2 separate regions of the Sus scrofa genome follow, and region 1 is linked to region 2. The links are chromatin contacts, called in public HiChIP or PLAC-seq maps. All regions are on one chromosome and are shown on one strand. Each heading gives the region's core, a stretch centred on a gene start, on an enhancer-like site or on the middle of the called end of the contact. The rest is flanking DNA. Distances are from core to core; before and after follow the strand shown. Region 1 holds the start of TMTC4 (transmembrane and tetratricopeptide repeat containing 4). Region 2 holds the start of CLYBL (citrate lyase subunit beta-like protein, mitochondrial).

Evidence for each region. HiChIP or PLAC-seq counts read pairs in DNA pulled down with a chosen protein or histone mark.
Region 1: an H3K27ac HiChIP or PLAC-seq map of alveolar macrophages shows a contact between it and region 2. The contact joins the promoter of TMTC4 here to the promoter of CLYBL in region 2. A contact is called at or near these places in 2 of 2 datasets of contacts at active chromatin or transcription factors (alveolar macrophages and skeletal muscle).

What each region holds. Positions count from the first base shown.
Region 1 is chr11:69,437,746-69,444,845 of Sscrofa11.1, reverse strand. It overlaps TMTC4 (transmembrane and tetratricopeptide repeat containing 4), which reads left to right and starts at 2,398. Exons shown (of 18, transcript NM_001252205.1): 1 at 2,398-2,446.
Region 2 is chr11:68,503,184-68,509,704 of Sscrofa11.1, reverse strand. It overlaps CLYBL (citrate lyase subunit beta-like protein, mitochondrial), which reads right to left and starts at 1,877. Exons shown (of 9, transcript XM_021065861.1): 1 at 1,758-1,877. The coding sequence starts at 1,822.

The sequences.
Region 1 (7,100 bases), core at 1,149-3,648, 930 kb before region 2:
ATTAGCATTATTATTTCCTCCATCACTTTCTTAAGTTTAGCAAAGAGGACAATCAGCAAAACAACAAATCAAGTTCTGATTCATGTTTGCCAATTTCCATGGTGTAAATACTCCCACAGTGGTGGACTACAATCTACCAATGTGACACTCATAGCACAACATTGAATATAGCAGTGGGAATGGAAAGAGGTGTTCAGATTTGATAGACATTTAGCCAGAGAATCTTAGTGACTTGTTCCATGCCAAGGGTGAAGGCAGAACTGGGAAACTACTGGACCCATCAACATAACAGGGAGAGGCAGAAAGCAACAAGGAGTGAGAGCATGCGTTCCATTTCGGATGTGTTCCATTTGAGGTTCCTGTAACAACCAAGTGGAGAAGCTTAATAGGAAGCTAGATACATGGGCTTGGAGCTCAGAGAAGATCAGAATAGTAGATTTGGAAGATATTCAGCAAAATGTTGGCAGTGTGTTAAACCATGCAGGGGGAGTTCCCGCTGTGGTGCAACTCGATCAGCATCTCTGCAGCAAGAGGAAGATGCATGTCCCATCCCCAATTGGCACAGTGGGTTAAAGAATCCGGCATTGCTGAAGCTGCAGCATAGTTTGCCACTGCAGCTGGGATCTGATCCCTGACCCTGGGGACTTACATATGGCAGAGGAATGGCCAAAAAAGAAAAAAAAAATCATGCAGGGAAAAATTGGGGCTTGAAAGGGCTTTTAAAATATGTCATTTGGCGGTTTTCAAGAAGCAGGTAAGCAGGCCAAGGAGACTGAGAAACAACAAGGAGCCGAGTGCCTCTATCACCAAAAGTGTTTTTTGTCTTTTTGTCTTTTTTTTTTTTTTTTTGGCCATTTCTTGGGCCACTCCCGCGGCATATGGAGTTTCCCAGGCTAGGGGTCTAATCGGGGCTGTAGCCACCAGCCTATGCCAGAGCCACAGCAACGTGGGATCCGAGCCGCGTCTGCAACCTAAACCACAGCTCACGGCAACGCCGGATCCTTAACCCACTGAGCAAGGCCAGGGACCCACTGGCAACCTTGTGGTATCTCGTGGTTCCTAGTCGGATTCGTTAACCACTGCGCCACGACGGGAACTCCTCCAAAAGTGTTTTAAGGAGGAAGAATGAACTTTGCTAAGAGATCAAGTAAAATGAAGGAAAATGTTCTTTGCATTTAGCGCTTGCAGGTGTTATCGGAGACTAGAGCCAAGGCAGTTTCAGTGTAATGCGGAAACCAAGAAATGAATGCGAGTTGGGAGACTAGAAAAGTGAGCAACCTTTCAACAACTTCGGCTATGGAGAAGCCCGAGCGAGGCGGGGTGGAAGGGTAGGTGGAGGACTCGAAGGCTTGGGGCTGATAAAACGCTGATGATTCCGATCCAGTCCAGAGGGAGATGTTAAACTTTGGAGGCGGGAAGGGGGGAGGGGGGTTGTCCGGAATCCGTGCCTTTAGGAGTGGCTTTGTAGGTTTGCTGGCGGAAAGTGGAAAAAGTTTCTTTTTCTTGAAACAGGAAGACAGAGGAAACTACTGAGAATGATGGTTATGAGACGGGTGGAGTGGCAATGGGATTGGGAGTGTAAGTTTAGGACAAAGTGACGGTGAATGGACGATGGGAGGCGGATCTGGCCACGCGGAGGGCTACAGCAGGGTTCGTGGGTTCAGCGTGAGAATGCAGATCAGGGCCGTGGAACAGAAGCTGCTAAAAACAAACGCTGGGGCAGCAGGGCCTCGGAGGGACGAACGCAGTTTCGGTTCCTTCCTGAGAGGCGGAGAGTGGAGACACACTTTTGGAACAACTCCTCCCAGACAGGAAGAAGTCTATAGAGTTCTGGTCGTTCCGATCCAGCGCCTTTTCCTGCGGAGACGCTGCAGTACCTCCGCCGAGCGCCACCGAAAGCGCGAGGAGCGCGAGACAGGCCAGGAACAAGCTTCTGCGAGGCGGACGGCAGGAGGGAGGGAGACGTGCCCGCGACAGCCCCTCTGCGACCAGCTCCCGCAGCCCGCCTTCCGGGGCCAGGCTAGGGCCGCCCCTTCCCGCCCCGGCCCCGCCCGGGCTCCGCGCGCAGAACATTTCCTCCTCTCCAGCGGAGTCCGTCTGTCCCTGCGGCTCCTTCTCCGCGACTAGCGCCCTCTGGCCTGACGTCACTGGCGCGCCCACCAATGAGCTGAAGAGGGGCCGGCGGCGGCGTGAAAGTGACGGTAGAAGCAACCAATAGCCGCGAGGAGGGGGCGGGCCGAGGCGGGAGTGTGAGAGAGCGCGTCCGCGCGCGTGGGGAGCTGCGGGCGGTGCGGGCGGCGCACGGCGCGGGCGAGGGGGGCGCGGCAGGGGGCGGGGGCGCGGCGCGGGCGGCCCCTCCCCCTGGCCAGCTCCGGGCGGGCGCCGAGAGCTGGGGGACTTTGCGCGCCCGGGAGGGAGATGCGGCCGCCGCTCTGGCTCCTTGCAGGTAACGCGCGGGGCGGCCCCTGCAGGGCCGAGCGGCGGAGAGCGCCGCGGGGCCAGCGGAGTTGGGTGCGGAGCGGACGCGGGGTTCCCACTGCCGCCGCGTCCCGAGCCCCATGGGCCGACGCGGGCGCGGTGTCGGCGCTGCTGGAGGAGTTGGCTCCAAGACCTGAGCTGCGGCCGGGGCTAGAGTCAGGGGGGTTGCGGGCCCTCTCGCCTGGCTCCCGGGTGTAAGCGGCACGCGGGACAAAGAGCGTGGCGTGAAGGGTGCACACTCCGCCAGCCCGCGCCCCTGCGCCAGCCCGCGCCCCCTGCCCACTCCACCGGCGCGGACGCTCCTTCGACCCCAGTCTCACGAGCGCCTCTGGCGCGTCCCCGGAGCGGCCACCTGGCCGCGGGGCCCCGCGCCACCCCGCGCCTGGCCGCCAGCTGGCCGCAGCGCGGACAACGGCAGGGCGCAGCCGGGCGGCTTGGCCGCCTGCCCAGGGTTAAAGGCGGCTCCCCTGCAGCGCTGTAGTGCCAGCCACTCCGCGCTGGCTGCCGGGCGGAGCGGCAGGAGAGCGGCGTGCCCTGGGTCGGGGCCCTTGGGGCTACCGGGCTGCCACTTCCCTGCGCGGGCTTGGAGTTTGGGGAAGCGGAGCAGGTGGTGCAGCCGCCACTTCACCTCCCGCGGACTCCGCGGGGCTTCTGGTCTTGTTGATGTTGTGGCTGTAGGCTGTGTGTATTTTCTTCTTTTTTTAACCACACACAAAAGAAGGGAGGAGTTAGAGCAGAGCTCTCGCCAGAGCTCTGAATCATCCCACACTGCTCTTTCTCTCGGAGAGCAGATGGGTGGGGAGGATTTCTTGAGAAATAATTAACAGTAAGGACGGACTGGATCCCCTCCCGGTCCCCTCTCCTCGAGGTCCCGACCGTGACACCGGCTGACTTAGAGGGAAAAATGGCTACAAGCTAGCAAGCTGGAAACTTTCTGGGACAGTGGGGACCTTGAATGTCGAACCTCCGCAGTCATTGCTGCTATAGGCACGCCTGGCCGTCCTGTGTTACTGAATTAAGAAACCAGGAAGGTGGTCCCGAGAGGACGACACTTGGAGTGGCATTCGGTTCCGCGGAGGGTGGTGGAAATGACAGTCCCTGTGCCTTGAGGGCCCCAGGAGAGGAGCAGGCAGCTCAGGTCTCCAGATGCTGGGGCAGAAACCACGTGTTCTTTATTCTGGTTTCCAGAGGCACTGTCTCATTTCAGCCTGGCAGAGGGCAGCTGGTGCGTGAATGGTTGCTGGTGAGGTCGAAAGGACAGCCTGAGCCCAGAAGGCCCTTTGGTGCAAGTGGAAGAATATTCTGTAGGAGGTGGTGGCTGCTCAGTTTTCCAGGGATCATTTAGGTTTGATCTGTCATCCCCTTTCCTGCAGTCTAGGCTGCTGTGTCAGCTGTCACCAGGTCCCCAGGGTTCACAGCTCAGTGACTGATGTTTATTTGCTTTCGGAAGGTGACATGGGGTCCCTGCTGGAGGCCTTTTTGACCTTTTCATTGGTGATTGACGAATTTGTGGTAACCATCTGAAAATAGAGGCTTGAGAAAAGTTTGAGAAATTGAGAATAGACTTCTGCTTCTTCCAAATCCAACTCCTTGTAGGTACCAGTTGATTCTCAGTATAGTGCGAAACCTGCACAGGAGTGGGACAATGCCAACTTTGTCCTTTAGGCAAGACATTCCCTGGAGGAGAGGGCCATGGTGATGCTCCACCCCCCACCCCCACCCCATGGCCATCGAGAGAGAAACGGAACGGAACGTGGGCCTTCTCCGCTCATGGTCTGGGTGCCAAAAAGGGGACCCGTCTCTTCCGTCATACCACCTCATGCTAGCAGGGCTTCTTGTACCTTAGTACCAAGCCTGGCTGGAATCACTGCAGGCACAAAGGTCGTGTACCGTTGGAGAAAGAGGAATTGGAAACAGGATCGGTTTGTATGGCTGTGCAGTTTATGCAGGACAGACGGATGCCTGGCCAGGGAAGCAGTGCTCTGGGTCAGCCCCAAAGGAGGGTACCCTTTTCTCAGTTGCATCAGGTCACCAGCTGGCCTTGGTTGGTGAGCCCATCTTCAAGAATAAACAGCCGCATCAGGTGATCCCAAGACAGGAGGTCGGGGGCTGGGCACCGGGAACTAATCTTGCCAAAATAATACCAGTAATGAGGACTAATTGTTTACACTCTCACTTGAGCCTTACCGCCACCTCCTCCAGCTGGTACCCTCTCGTGCTGATGAGGCTCAGTCCTTCAAAGACTAGGAAGCTCAAGGTCATGCAGGTACCAAGTCCAAATCTGTCTGCCTCCAGAGCCTGTGCTTTTAACCACTGGGCTGGACCGAGCACTCTGTGCAGGTTCCTAACACTTTGTAGCTGTGCTGCATTTGCTCATCCACAGTATTTTCTGACCTCCTACTATACCCATCAACAGTCGTGCCTGAAATGAAGAGGCCGTTGTGAGTATTCTCAGGGGCAGCAGAGAAGTGAGAATCTTAGAGACTAGAGGAGGGGAGCTGCCCTGACGAGGGGAGCAGCCAGAAGGGAGAAGGGGACAGACTAGGTTCCCTGGTGTCTGTGCAGGAGAAAAAGAGGAGCTCTTCTGAGATTGGCTCCCCCATCCTGTTGACTCCCCGAGAGTCCAGGCCTGGCCCACCACGCGCCCAAATGTTCGGGGCTGTTGTCTAAGAACCAGACTTGCTGTGTGTGTTACAAAAATGGAGATGAAAAGGGAGGCACCACCACTAATTTAGGAGCACACATTACTCCCTGGTCCAGTGTTCTTCCAGGAGGGCCCCTGGAACCCCACGTAACCTTTTGTGAAATGCGCTTCAACTTTTGGGGCCTGAAGCAGACGACATCAAAGACCACTTATGGGACCATTTGTCAGCTCACAGCTCTGTTTTACATTTAAAGTCGATATCAAGTATTTGCTCTCTTTCACATTTCCCGGCCATGGATCGAACCTCTGCCACAGTAGCCCCCCAAGCTGCTCTAGTGACAACACTGGATCCTTAACCTGTTGGGCCACAAGAGAACTCCACATTCATTTTCTAAATCAAAGAACCCCTTTACCCTCTCCAAGGTAAGTCAGGCTATCTCCCTAACTATTCAGGCTTTTTCAATTATGTAGTTTATTTCTAGTAGCAGGAGTCATTCCATTAGCTGCAGTGTAGACACAGCGGTTGGGGCCTGCATGGTGACCTCTGCTGTGTTAGGAGCTGCAGTTTGGATTTGACCAATGGCTTATCCTTTCACTGAAAAGGGGGAAAAAAAAAACCCAACACAGCAGATAGTGGCTGGAATATCACAGTGGAGAAGTTCAGGGGCCAGCACTGAGAGCCAGGGAGCCCTCCATCTCCGGACTGTAAACCAGGGCCTGTTTCCAGCACCTGGAAAGGGCCCGTGTGACTGGAGCAGAGTGTGTCCTGTTGACCTTTGGCTTTGTCTCCAACTTCAGGCGGATAGAAGCCTATGGAGAAAAGATGCCTGTGTGGGAGTTCCCATTGAGGCACAGCAAAAACAAATTGGACTAGTATCCATGAGGACGCAGGTTCAATCCCTGGCCTCACTCAGTGGGTTAAGGATCCAGTGTTGCCATGAGCTGTGGTATAGGTCGCAGACATGGCTCGGATCCTGAGCTGCTGTAGCTGTGGTGTACACCTGTGGTGTAGGCTAGCAGCTGTAGCTCCAATTTGACCCCTTGCCTGGGAACTTCCATATGCTGCAGATGTGGCCCTAAAAAGACCAAAAAAAAAAAAGCAAGAAAAGATGCCTGTGACCTCAGGTGACCGCTTGGGCCGAGTTCTTATTGATTCCATAGTCTAGGGTATTCCCTCAGAGGCTTGGAAACAAATGCAGTTGATCCTTGAACAACCAGGGTTGACCTGCATGTGTCCACGTGTGTGCGGATTATTTTCAGGACTTCACCATCTGCAGTGAGTTAAATCCCCGGATGCGGAGGAACCATGGATACAAGGGGCTGACTGTAAGTTATACGTGGACTTTCAGCTGTAGCAAGGGCCAGTACCCCTAACCCCCGAGTTGTTCAAGGGTCAAGTGTGCCTCTAAACCGCCTTCCCCATCAGGAGGCTTGTGATTTTCTTCCACCTCAGCATGGAGGAATGTGCGCCAGCCCCCTTACTGGGGCAGGCAAGAGCCTCAGGACCAGTAAACCAGATGTTCGGGGTGGGGGGGCTTCTCAGGATGGTCTGTGCCCATGCCCCCTCCCTCGTTGAGGAAAGCACTTGTAATCGTGGCTAACCTTTCCCCAGCAGGCACTAAGCCAGGCAGTGTTCCTCAGCCCCTTAGGCAGGTGTCTTATTTAACTTTCAGGACAGCCATGTAAGGTGGGCCCAGTTGTCATCCCTGTCTGAGAAGTGAGGAAACAGAGAGGTGAAGTAACTTGGCCAAAGTGACAGGATTGGAACTTCTAAGCTGTTTGACGCAGCGGTGATCCTTTGGTAAAACCAAAGACAGGGCCTCTGGAGGGTGAGGCGGCCATGGGGACAGATACTATGTGATTAGAGGGATAGTTTAATATTTGTTTGGGTGAATTCCAAGTCAGGAAGCTCTTAGGCAGCTCTCACTGCTAGAAAGTTCTTTTGTTTTGCGCAGTAGCACAGGAAGTGGACTGGGGG
Region 2 (6,521 bases), core at 628-3,127:
TTGTTCCGCCAGCTGAGGGAATTTAAAAGCCATCCCTGGCAATAGCACAAATACTCATGGGGAGTTACATTCCCCCAAGTTGAGGGCAGAGTATCTACATAAATCAAGCCGTGGCCACAGAGAGATGCACGGCTGGAGACAGGATGGGCAGGGAAGCATCAGGGACAGCACTGTAAAGGGGCAACTGTTGGAGGGTTGGGAAGAAGGGTCAACACCAGCCTACGGGCAATGGTGCTGAGACCAAAAACAGAAGAAAAAAGCCTCCAGAAGCAGGTCCGATGGCCTGGAGTTGAAATGCAAACCAACTGGGGTAGAAATTAAGGCATCCCTAGGCGGGCCTTTTAGGTTGGCCTTCAGCTTATTTACTTTTCCCAGCCCCATGCGTTCTGAAGGCGCCAGGACCCACAGGACTTGACCTGGATGCAGGCCTGCATGAAAGCCTGCTGCCAGGGGCTGGGTGCGGTGTATGGGTATACTGAAAATTAACCAGTGTGCCTAGGGAGGTGAAGAGCATCGTGGGCTGAGCCCCAGGAGCCTCAAAAGTAGGTGACTGGGTGTGGCCACTGGACCCACTGTTGAACACACCACAAAAGCGGGCCCCTTCACAGTCCAGAAAAGGGACCTTCTGCAAGGGTCTGGGTATACCCCTTCGGGAGCTCCTCTGGCCCAGGGGTGATCCCATTACCAGGCCCAGGTCTAGGAAATGGGAAAATGGGAAGCGTAAGACTGAGCAGGCCCTGGCAGGGACACCATCGATTCAGGAAACACAGAGCAAGCAGATGTTCCACACCAGAAGCAAAGGATTTGGTTTCTGAACTCTCCTGTTTTGAGAGTCATGTACCTTCTCTGAGAGTCGGTTTCTTCATCTTTAGAGACGGGTCACCCAGCTCCTTCACATGGTAGTCAGGGAATAGAATCATGTGTGTGCATGACACGGGCAAACAAGCTAGTCTCGACCAGCGGTTCTCAAAGTGTGATCTGAGGACACCTGAGGGTCCCAGAGACCCTTTTAGAGGGTCTGCAAAGTCTTCCCTTTTCTAACTAATGTGTGCAGGAGCCTGGAATTTTTTAGTAAACTTCTTCCAAAACAGCTGATATGAGATTCCAATTGTCCTTTATTACACTGAAGAGATATTCAAAAATATACAACCATGCCACTCTTCTCATTTTTCGGAAAATATATTTGTCATTAAAGATGCCATTTGTGTTAAATACAAATGGGTTTGCTATTTTTAAATGAGTAGTTTAAAATTTTGTCTTTCATTCCCCATGCTGTAAAAATGAACAAATATAAGCAAAAACTCTTCAGGGGTCCTCGTAACTTCTCAGTGTATAAAGGGGTCCTGAGAGCACACAGTTTGGGAACCGCGGTGCTGACAACTAGGGGGAAGATGGCATCATCAGGCCAGCCTGATAATTTCAGGCTCCCTTTAATAAAACACCCACACGTTCATGGTTTCCATTTGTGGGGAGACTAGCTTTTTTTCTGGGTCTGAGAAATCCAATGTTTGCACCCATTTTCCGGGCCCAAGCAAAGGCCGGCCCCCAGGGAGGCACAGTCCGTGGGAGAGACCCTCGCGGGCCGTCGGCGACCCTGGCTGAGGTCGAGCCCGCGCGCGGGAGGCGCACGGTGCTCGTGGCCCGCGGGAGTTCCCTCCAGGGACGCGGAAGGCCGCGCTCAGCCCGAAACGCTGAGCCGGGCACCGACCCTGGGCGAGCTCGGCCGGGTGGCGAGGGGACTAGGGACCTGCACTCACAGCCTTGGCAGCGCCGCCGCGGCCGCCGCTCCACGCGCCGCCCTCCTCAGCAGACGCAGCGCCATCTTCTCAACGCGCGCCCCGCCCCCGCCAAGTCCGTCTCCACTTCGCCCCGCCCTCGGGGCCACGCCCCCACGTCGCCACGCCCCAGGATACCCCTACTTCGCCCCGCCCCGCGCACGGCCCGCTTCGACCTCGTTTCCCAAGCTGCCTGCCCCGCCCCCCGCAAGCCACGCCCTCCCGCTCTGCGCACCTGCCAACTCGAGCGCTCAGACCTTCCAGGAATGTAACGCGGGGCAGAGTGGAGTCCAAGTGGATGGCTTCTTCTCGAGCATTTTTTTTTTTTTTTTTTTTGGTGACTGAATCCAACCCTTCCCATTCTTCTGGGTTTTTTTTAGGACGGCTTTCGAGAGACCTTGCATTTTCCCAGCCAGACCTGGCCAATTTTTCTAGAGATTTTTCTGTTGTTTTTGTTAAAAGACTACCTAACAAACTTTGTGAGCCTCACCATGTGCGTGCCTCGGTTAACATTTAATCCGTCCAGGGACGGACATGCCTGTAATAGGATCAGAATAGCCGTTGCCGGCAGCTTTCTGGGCTAGAGAAGTGCTTGTTGAGGACGTGGGCAGCAAACACAACTCTTCAGCCCAGGTCCTTCCTGCCAGTCTGTCAGCAAATACAACCCCTCCGTCTTCACAGTTAGGAGAATGATAAGATATTAAAACGGAGCTTTCCAGATGTGCGACTTAGAGCAAATTTCTTAAGCTCTCCATGCTTCAGTTTCCTCCTATAAGACGGTAATGGAAACAGTACTCACCTCACAGGGTTGCTATTAGGCTAAATTGAGTCAATATATATAAAGAGCTTAAAACTTCACCTAGCCCAGAGCTTGTGCTCAGCAATGTTAATTACTTATTAGTATTATCATCATCACACCAATTCCTTTCTTAAAACTCTGGCGACTTCCAGTGAAAAGCGTTAAAATAAAAAACAAATGGAGACCAACCCTGAAAATTCTGTGAGCAGACAAACAATGTCATCATACAAGCAACGTCTGATTTAGCTTATTTCGCAAGACAGCTCAACCTAGGTCATTTCTTGCTTATGCCTCTGGAAATCATACCCAAACCTTGAACTATTTCCCAAGGTTGAAATGAGGTAACCACTGACTAGTTCCCTATCATTTAAGAAAATTCTAATATAACCAATCACTGTGAAGAATAAACAATCACTTCCTTCTCACTAAATAAACTGCTTATAACAATATATCCCTGAGCCTTGTTCCATGTTTCAGTTTGAGCTCCCAGTTTGCAAAATGTCTTTTTGGTATGTGCACAATAAGATTTTGCTAATTACTACTTTGGTGATTCATTGATTTTACTTCTGTTATTATGAACTTTGGACAGAAGCAGTTAGAGTAAAACCCCAATTTTTCATCTGAAGTCCTTACTCTATCTGGCCCCTGCCCGTCTCTGCAACAGGCCATCCATCTTCTCTCTGTGCAGTTATTTCTTGAGTTTGATAAGCCCTCTCCCACTTAAGGGCCTTCACACATGCTGTTTCCTATACCCACAATGCATATGTCTACACCCGTCTCAGCATCCTGGACATTGACCCTACTGCCACCTGCTCAAAGGGCCCGCACGGACAATGCATAGCATCCCCCAGTCTAGTTCACTGGCACAGCCATCTGATCATTTCCATCACAGCCCCCATCACCATGTTTATCTATTGATTTGTGAATTTACTTTTTTTTTTTTTTTTACGATTTTTATCTTTGGAGTTCCTGTTGTGGTGCCGCAGAAATGAATCCGACTAGGAACCATGAGGTTGCAGGTTCTATCCCTGGCCTCGATCACTGGGTTAAGGATGTGGTGTTGCTGTGAGCTATGGTGTAGGTCACAGATGTGGCTCGGATCCTGCATTGCTGTGGCTGTGGCATAGGCCAGTGGCTACAGCTCCAATTCGACCCCTAACCTGGGAACCTCCATGTGCCATGGGTGAGGCCCTAAAAAGCAAAAAAAAGATTTTTATTTTTTCCATTATAGTTGGTTTATAGTGTTGTGTCAATTTCTCCTGTACAGCAAAGTGACCCAGTCTCATATATATTCCTTTTCTCACATTATTCTCCATCATGTTCCATCACAAGTGACTGGAGCTAGTTCCCTGTGCTATACACAGGATCTCATCACTGAATTTACTCTCTTATTTGTGCCTTTTCTCTGGTCTCAAGGTGGGAGGGAATTACTGCCCTAATCAGGTGGCCTTTGGAGGCCATTTCTAGGCAAGGCTAGGGTTGCTCAGGCAGTCCCACTCGTAGAAAGGCTGCTAGTACTCTGGTTTAGAAACTCCATCTACAGGAATAGAATATGAGCTCTTTGAGAACAGGGACCTGATATACCTTGTCATTGCCATGTGTCCCTGACACCTGGCCCAATGGCCTGTAACCTGGAGGTATTTAATAAAGATGAAAATAACCTCTAGCCTAATTATAATTCTGAGAACTGCCAAATAGTTATCCTTATTAAAAATGCCCTGGACTTTATGGCTTTTTAGGTAAAATACAGCCTGCAGTGATTGACTTCCTAACTGATTCATTTTCTTTCAGATTCTGCTTGAAGACATTGAGGCTGTGCCCATTTTCACCAGGGCTACTGTGGCTTTACTGAGCTTCTTCGTGAGATGTCTAACTTAACGGGTTTTATCGTCTGTTTTCTAATGTTGGTAGACATTTAAATAAAGCTTTAGTAACTTTCTACCTAGTGTGCGCATGTCTGGAGGATGGATATCCAGACATAATAGAGAAAGGGATCAAGAGGTCCTTTCCTGAGACTAGTTGAATCTGTCATTATTCAAACCCCCAAACCTGAAAGAAAAATAAAAGTGCTCCAAGGGCACTAAAATAATATGAAATTTGGCAGGCTGAAAAATTCTGAGTCCCATTAGCCTGTTGAGTCAAGCAGTGTGGGGAGGGAAGACCTGGCAGAGTTCTGAGAAGGAAGGATAAGCACAGAAACATCACACTTCCAGAGCACAGCGAGCTGACATGCGGGGATGGTGGGCACCAGACTAATCAACCAACACTGACCACTGGTGGAGCTGGGTGTTGGGTACACAGTGTGTGTGTGTGTGGGGGGGGGTTTCATGTGGTCCTCAACTTTGAGTATGTTGAAAATACTCTTTTTTTTTTTTCTTTTTGTGGCTACCTGTAGCATATGGACGTTCCCAGGCTAGGGGTCTTCCCAGCCTATGCCACGGCCACAGCAACACCAGATCCTGAACCCACTGAGCAAGGCTAGGGATCAAACCTGCATCCTCACGGACACTATGTTGGGTTCTTAACCCACTGAGCCACAATGGGAACTCCTGAAACTATTCTTTTTTTTTTGTCTTTTTGTTGTTTTTGCTATTTCTTGGGCCGCTCCCGCGGCATATGGAGGTTCCCAGGCTAGGGGTTGATCGGAGCTGTAGCCACTGGCCTACGCCAGAGCCACAGCAACGCGGGATCCGAGCCGCGTCTGCAACCTACACCACAGCTCAAGGCAACGCCGGATCGTTAACCCACTGAGCAAGGGCAGGGACCGAACCCGCAATCTCATGGTTCCTAGTCGGATTCGTTAACCACTGTGCCACAACGGGAACTCCCTGAAACTATTCTTAATAAAAACTGAAAACAGGAGTTCCTGTCGTGGCACAGCGGAAATGAATCTGACTAGGAACCATGAGGTTACAGGTTCGATCCCTGGCCTTGCTTAGTGGGTTGGGGATCCGGCGTTGCCATGAGCTATGGTGTAGGTTGCAGACGTGGCTCGGATCTGGTGTGGCTGTGGTGTAGACTGGCGGCAACAGCTCCGATTAGACCCCTAGCCTGGGAACCTCCATATGCCTCGGATGCAGCCCTTAAAAAAAGGCAAAAAAACCCAAAAAACATGAAAACAGTAATCAAGGAATTCCTGCTGTGCAGCAGTGGGTTAAGAATCCAACAGCAGCTCAGGTTGCTAGACGCTTGGTTTTGGTTCTTGGCCTGGTGCAGTGGGTTAAAGGATCCAGTGTTGCTGTAGCTATGGCATAGTTTGCAGCTGCAGCTGAATTCAATCCCTGGCCCAAGAACTTCAATAGGCCATGGATGCAGCCTTTAAAAAAAAAAAAAAGCAGTAATCAATTCAGTTAAGGCCTTGCATAGAAAGAACCAAATGCAAATTTACCAAAGCCAGTTAAACCTCAGAACTGTTAACTTGCACCGGCCCCTTCCAAGTACCCACCAATGTGTTCACAAGGGCATTTGCTTTTGTAAATCATACGAAAGTAAGATATCTTAATTAGCATTGGTTCTAACTACCTTTCTCTGCCCTGTTCTCTGTTCCTCTCTGACTTCCTTTGAGTTGGGTGGGGATGGAGTGGTTGCACGTATTTTGAGAGACCAGTGAAGGAGCAGTTGAGCTGGAAAATATTTAGTTTAGATTTAGCAGCCTGTGTTTCTGTGATTTGCACTTACTTCCATCTTTAGTTATTATTAGCAGTCCTGGTTTAGGAATGGCTTGTAGGAACTCAACCAGCCACTGTGCTGACTCACCAGCATAAAGGTGTAAAGGTCAGAGGTTATATACCAATAAGAACATGCCCCCAGGGTACCTGGCACCAAAAGTGTGTGGGTTGTAGAAGAGAAACGAAGTTTGAAAGGCATGGAGCCAGAGACATCTGTGGCAAATTTGTCTGTTTATCAGCAAAACGCAAACTGTAAACAGTGTGGTTCTTATGTGTCTG